Linked DNA regions of Gossypium arboreum: region 2 is linked to region 1. Evidence: chromatin contacts called from public Hi-C data. All regions are on one chromosome and are shown on one strand. Each heading gives the region's core, a stretch centred on a gene start, on an enhancer-like site or on the middle of the called end of the contact. The rest is flanking DNA. Distances are from core to core; before and after follow the strand shown.

The links. Hi-C and Micro-C count contacts between places; a contact is called where the count stands out from the background.
Region 2: a Hi-C map of leaf shows a contact between it and region 1, with 2.6 times the contacts expected there. The contact joins the enhancer-like site here to the promoter of LOC108456596 in region 1. A contact is called at or near these places in 2 of 5 Hi-C or Micro-C datasets (both in leaf).

Annotation. Positions count from the first base shown.
Region 1 is chr7:13,856,714-13,860,347 of ASM2569848v2, reverse strand. It overlaps LOC108456596 (choline-phosphate cytidylyltransferase 1-like), which reads left to right and starts at 2,122. Exons shown (of 8, transcript XM_017755146.2): 1 at 2,122-2,456; 2 at 2,754-2,867; 3 at 3,394-3,489. The coding sequence starts at 2,332.
Region 2 is chr7:14,076,545-14,080,157 of ASM2569848v2, reverse strand. No RefSeq gene overlaps it. Among protein-coding and RNA genes, the nearest start is that of LOC108487466, 13 kb to the left of the region's middle. Within about 2 kb of position 1,852, at least 1 of the 2 cell types and tissues checked has an H3K27ac peak or open chromatin away from gene starts, as enhancers often do. A contact at or near this core is called in leaf, where this site is marked.

The DNA.
Region 1 (3,634 bases), core at 873-3,372:
AAACAAGTAAAAAAATAGCAAAATAAATTGAAAAATTGAACACACAAATTTAACATGGAAAAACCCCTCCAAAGAGGATAAAAAACCACAGGTAAAGATAATTTTACTATAATGGAAAAAGAACGAATAGTACAAAAGATGGAGATAAAAATTAAACCCCGAAAACCTGAAAACAAAGAACCCGTAAACACAAAATTCTCTAAATGTATTATGAGTTCTAATATCTAATGGGTGTATTTTCTAAAGTTGTAAAAGAGCCTATTTATAGGCTAAATTCATAGGTCAAATAATAATAAAATAATCTAAACTAATTAGTGTTTGATTGAAATAAATAAACAGAGTTTAATTAGAAGATTATTTCTCAAATTTGACTGAAATAGGAGTCATACTTAACAAAAAACATGTACCATTCTACTGAAGTTTATAACTATAAATATCACAAAGTAGCTCAGTTTTGAAAACTTTTAAATCTTCTGTTGTAACTGTAAAATTATTTTCTTAACAGATTTTTTTCAACAATAGAAGACATAAGATTCCTTATGCATTTGGTTGTAAACATTATGACTAAAGATATACAAAAAAGTTAATCATTCATTTATGGTCTATTACAAATCTATGCACATCTTATGAGACATGCAACATTTACCAAAGAAAATCACAAATTTAGGATATGACCACGAAAGCGGAAAATGAATAATTCAAAGTCTGTTACAGTCTAACGATAGAAACTCCAAGGACTATTTTATGGACAATACATAGCATGCTTTCTTATCATATTCAATAACATTAGCTCTCATGCTACCTACTTTGCAATCACGTCCAATGTCCTCAAATAAAAAAAAAATTCTAAGTACATGTAAAACCTAAACATGAAAATTTTTAAAAATTGAACAAAAATTACTAAATATAGAAAACATGCATGAAACATTCCAAAATCCCCCCTCGCAATAAAATCAAACATTGTCTTCAATATTTAAAAGTATATGGAAAAGGTTGATTGAATCTTAGTTCGACTAGCATTGGCATTGTTGTCAGTGTAAGAGGACATGGATTCAAGTGTGTTGAAGCGCATTATCCTCATATTTAAAGGTTAGAGAAGGGTATTTCGATTTAAGCTCGAATCTACAAATAAAGGCAACTACTTCTCCACAAATGATTTGGACAATTTTTGACTCCAAACATGTGGTAAACCTATAAAGATTCAAACAAAACAAAACATAATAAAAATTCTAATTTTAAAAAAATATACATAATATCCTAAATAGTTATTACATGCCCCTAAAATAAAAATAAAAGTAGAATTTGATCTCTCCAAAAATTAAAATTAAAAATACTCTTTTGAAGCTTAAGATTGTTTTGGGCACAAAACTCCTTCACCATTATTATCCTTCTCAAACAAGGACATATTCGCCAAATCTACCAATATTTTTTTCATGATTCTCGTGAAGGTCTGGCTCCTTCCCTTCTCTATCAATTCTCTTTGATACTTCTCACAACATCTTTTCATTATGTAGATAGTAAATTCTCTAATTGTCTTCGATTTTGCGTCTCTATGTTGAACTTTATTCTCACTTTTGGAATAATAAGTCTCAGATCCTCAATTGAATGTATTATTCTACATGGAGGTTTTGTTTCTCGTACTCCGAGGAGAGCCTGAAGGGTTCACAGAGTATAGAGAACACCTCGATTGATATAGATATGACTTGCAATATCACGGGAAGGTTTCAATATTGTTAGAAATATTAATAATGCAAAATGTGGCTGCCAGAGATTGAACCATCAATAAAGGCTTTTATACCTTACCTTAGCATACCTAAGTAATCTCTATACTCTGTGAGCCATTCGGGCTCTCCTCAAAGTGCAGGAGACAAAATCCTCACATAGGACACATTCCATTGAGGCTTTGAGACTTAATCCTTTCAACATCCACTTTATAAAATGATAATATCATTTGATACATAGCATTTTATGATTAATTGGATATTTTAATCAGTTTTTTAACATTTAAAGGATTAAACTGATAAATTTTTTATAATATTTGAGAATGAAGGGGGTAAAAAAATTTAAACCCAAGTTAATAAAATGATATAAGACTGTATTAAGTCAAGGTTAAATTATAAACGCAAAGAGTAAAAGAGGAAAAGAAATTGAAATAAGTAAAATAGAAGCGTAAGAAGCGCGTATGCATTCTCAGCCAGGCTGTGGGTTCAGAGGAAAGCCGAAATCCAATTTATATTATTATTAGTATTATTATTTATTATTATGAGACAGAAGAAATAACAGAACTCCCAATTTCCTTTTCCCTTTTTTCTTAATTCTAGAATCTCCGCCATGAGCAACAACGGTAATAATAGCAACAGTTCCGATCCCGATCGCCCTGTCCGTGTTTACGCCGATGGGATCTACGATCTCTTCCACTTCGGCCACGCTCGCTCCCTCGAACAAGCCAAGAAATCGTCCGTTTTAATCCCTTCTCTCTCTCTCTCTCTCTCTTTTTTCTATGTTTGATTTTATTACTTTTCTGGGTATCTTTCGAATTTTCCCGTGATTAATGGATTTCTTTCAAAATCTTCATGTTTGGTTATTTTTTATCTGTGTAACTTTTCTGGGTTTTTTTTTTTTATGTCAAGTTTTTTAAATTTTTATTATGTTTGTTTGCATAAAAGATGCTTTTACTTGATGTTGTATATCCACAACTTCATGCTTGGATTGCTTTTTCCCTGATTATGCGATTCAATTTTGTGAGATTTTAGGTTTCCCAATACGTATTTGCTGGTTGGATGTTGCAATGATGAAACAACACACAAGTACAAGGGCAAAACTGTTATGACCGAATCAGAACGTTATGAATCCCTTCGCCATTGCAAGTATAACTCTCAGCCACTCTGTTTATTTTACTGAAAATATTATAAAAAAAAAGATCACCCAGGATGCATATTTGAGGTATAGTTTGGTTGTTGCTTTTGCTACTTGAGTTTTGCTTTTGAGATTTTCAAGAAAATTTTCCTTTCGTTGTGAAAGTAGTAGATTTGAAGAATTAAAATTGTAAAATTTTTGGATTAGGCTTAATTTTACTATTCAACGGAATAATTATGTTAGAATTTGATGTTGTGTTATTTCTTTTCTTTTAATCAATTATTGCTTTTAGGAAGTAAAATCTCGGTAAATTTCCTTTAGCAAAGGCTGCAATCTAGTGGAACCTGAAATATAGATTTACTTAACTTTTTGTTTACACTTTGAAGTAAATCAGTTATCTTCTCTTACAATAAGATTTTTCATTTTTGCTTTGCAAAATGTGAATTAACTTTGTTCCTCAAAATAACTGTTAATTCATTTAGTGAAACCTTAAATATAGATTCACTTTGAATGACTTCGTTATTTATTTTGTTACAGGTGGGTTGATGAAGTCATTCCTGATGCTCCATGGGTGATCGATCAAGAATTTCTGGATAAACACAATATTGACTACGTGGCTCATGATTCACTTCCGTAAGGCTAGACAATTCTTGCTTTGAGATTAAATTATTAATGTTGACTGTGAGGGTGTTAAGAAAATAAATATATAAATAAAAACCAAGGGCCTAATTGTATAAAATTTCCTACTACTTTCTAGTTCCAGATAAATATGTAAATA
Region 2 (3,613 bases), core at 603-3,102, 220 kb before region 1:
TATATTGAGAAACAAAAAAAAAAGATTAAATCTAAAATTTTGGAAATTTTATTGCAAAAATTAATATAATAATAGATGGAATACAAAATTAACCTTGGAAATTTAGGTTGTTGAAGAGATATTTGAAATTAAAATGAACAGTTTTGACATATTTTGATGGATTCTTAATTGAATTTTATTATTTAAGAAGTAATTTTGAAGAAAAACATCTACTTAATTGCAATTGGAAAAAGTTAACCAATGAAAAGTATGTGTAAAATATTAGTTATTTAAAATATCATTATATTTTTTAAAACTAAATTAAAAGGTAAAACGAATGAAGTAATTAAATTTAATAATATTAAATTTATTTGTAATCTTTTAATAAAAATACTATTAATATTTTAATTTATTATCTAAATTAGGTTAACACATATCAACATGTAAATAGCTATAAAAATTTGGTTTCGTGTATATGATTTTGAAAATTTCAAATTATTTAGAATTTACAAAATAATAATTTCATGTGCATTAAAAAGTAGCCCAATTAATATTTTAATATTAAATTTGTTAACTAAATAGACTGATCATTTGTGAAGCAAAGAAATAATCTAAAACTCAAACTTTTCATATATACAAGAGAATTTTATTATAATATATATATATATATATATATATATATATATATAAATTTTTATCTGGTGTAATACACGGATTTACTTTGTATAAAATATTTAAAATATAATATATTTGTAAAATTCTAAACATGCACAAATGTTGTGGAAGACAATTATTCAAATTAAACAACTAAAATATGTAGATATAAAACTCATGTTAGTTTGGAATATAATTGATCTTGTTAAAGATGAATATTAGTTTTAATAATAGGATACATGTAAATTGATACACTTAACTAATTTAAAATTAAAAATATTAAAAATATCAAATTATAACATGTCATCTAAAAAATAACTATAATTAACGATTAAGTCGTTATTATCATAAAATTAACATTTCGTTAAATAATTAGGGTTTTGTCGATTGAGTTTTAGTTTGATGGGTATTGGCATCGTTATTAGTGCAGGAGGACGTAGGTTCGAGTGAGCTGAAACGCATTATTTCCTTATTTAAGAGTTGAATAGGGACTATTAGTAATTCTAGGCATTTTACAATTAGGATCTTTAACAATATCAAATTATATCACCTAAATACTACAAAATATTTGCACATTGAATCCAAGCCATAAGAATATAAAAATATTTCCAAAGTAGAACAAAATTTGTATAGTTATAAAGCTTTTTCATATAAATTAAAATGTTATTCCAAAATTAAGTAGCTCCATAATTGAAGTCACAAAATATGGAAGTATTTACTTTTTAAATTAAAACCGATAAATCAAAACATAATTCATGTTCTTTTAAAATAAAAAAATCCATAATTTTAATTAAAATTTTAAAAACAAATAATAATAATAATAATTTATGTGAAAACAATTTTAAAAAGCCAAAATATTTGACAATAATGATTAATTAAAATTTTCTAATTTTTTAATTTTATAACTTCCTTATACTTTAATTCTTTATTAATGTAAGATAATTTGATAATATGACATAAAATATTATACATATATTTTTAAGATTGTTATAAATATTGTTTTAAACCATATCACAAATCACAATAACATAGAAAAATAAAACTATATCGACATTTAAAATTGCAAAAAAATTCAAGACACAAATATTCAAATAATTACAATTGAGAATTGAGAGTTCAAAAATAAAAAAAAGGGAGTATGGTATTATCTATAGAAGGCCCAACCCACAACTAATAATGGCCCGACTGGTCTAGTTTGTAATGGGCTTTAGATATGCTTTTCAAAGTCCAATTAGATTGGGTAAATATTGAGGCCCATCGAACTCGAAATAGTCAAACTGGATCCTTCAAGGATCTCCTTAACATTAAATTTTTTTATTCACATCTTTCTACTCCTGAAACGAAGTCCTCCTTTCCTTTTACTGTAGTTGAACCTTTTGCCCCTTCTACTGCCTCTGCCATTGTTATCCTTGCTGTCCCGCGTCCACTACTGTTGTGATTAGAACTATTCATAGGTCAGGTTGGATTGCCCAAAAGATGAGAGGGTTTAAGTAAAATATAAGCTCAAAAAATGAGCTTAGGTAAAACTAAGACCAGTTTAGAAAATAAGCCAGGCTTTGGGTAATGTTTTCTTCGTCCAAATCTGACTTAACTTGAATTTATAATAAAAAAATCCTACTATTTTGCTGTTATTTTTTCATGTTTTGATGTTGTTCCCACTTTTTGTCATTGTTTTGTTACTATTTCACTATTACGTTGTTACTATTTTATTGTTAATATTTGAATAGTGTATAACACTTATTTTATTGTTAATTTTGCTACTATTTTAAAAGTATTTGCTTGTTAACTTTTTTAAAAAAATTATTTTTAATTTGTTGGGAAATATTTATTTTAATATTTTTAGTGTATTTGGTGTATTATATATATTTTAAATTTTTATATAATTTTGTTTAAAAAATTAATACAAACGGATCGAGTCGGACTCAAATTTTAACATTTTTATTCAGACTGTTTCAAGTTTAAGCCTATTAATTGAGTTTAAAATTTTATTAAGATCCGACCCAAACTCAACCTAACTGTGATAACTATCAAACATGCCTATATTGTTGTACATGAACTTTTATGGGGTTTTTATGGTTGTATTTTGCAGGGAATGGTAGTGATCTTAGAACAGGTTTATGGCTTAATTAACAGATTTCAAAGTCTTTAAGGGTTCTTGAGGCTGTGAATATCTAAGGGTTAATGAGGCTATTTAAGGTAAGGCCTATGTTTTTTTTTCTTTTCCATTTTTTTAACCAGCTAGTTCATTTCATTTTTTTTTAAATTCTCAACCCGTGCTGTCAATATTTTAAACAACACCAGTTTAAAAAAATAAATTTTTTATTCTTATATTGTATTGTTTAGTATTTAAAAGAAAATATTCATTTTTTGAACTTCTGAAAAAGTGACATCATTTAAAAAATTCTTTCACCTAAAATGTGACTTAAATTTACTTTAAAAAGCATACCATTCACGTAATTTATAATATGCCTTATTTTCATAATTATTTTTTATATTATTTAAATAAAAACCCAAAAATTATTGGAATTCTTTTATTTGTTCAATAATTCTATTATAAATTATATTATTTAGAAATCTTGGTTGGTTGATCATTGCAAATTACCGGTTGTAATAAAACAAATTACCATAATTTTTAATGATAATCACAATTAAGAGTGACATCATATAAGTAAATATATATTGTAATATTTGATTTGTCTAAAAACATTTAAATTGTGGTTATTTATTGTATAAAAAATTATGGTTATTTATAGTAAAGCTTAATGTGAAGATTGTATTTATAGCCAACAATTAATGTGTTAAAAATTGTATTTAATGTTTCTTTTATTTGTTCTACAGTTAATATTTTAAGAAATTCATGAAAATTATAAAAAAAAATCATTTACATGTATTTTTTTTCTAATTCATTCCTTGCTGCCAAAATATTGAGATGAATGTAAAATAGGATTTTATATATTTAAATATTTGCTGAGGGGCAAAT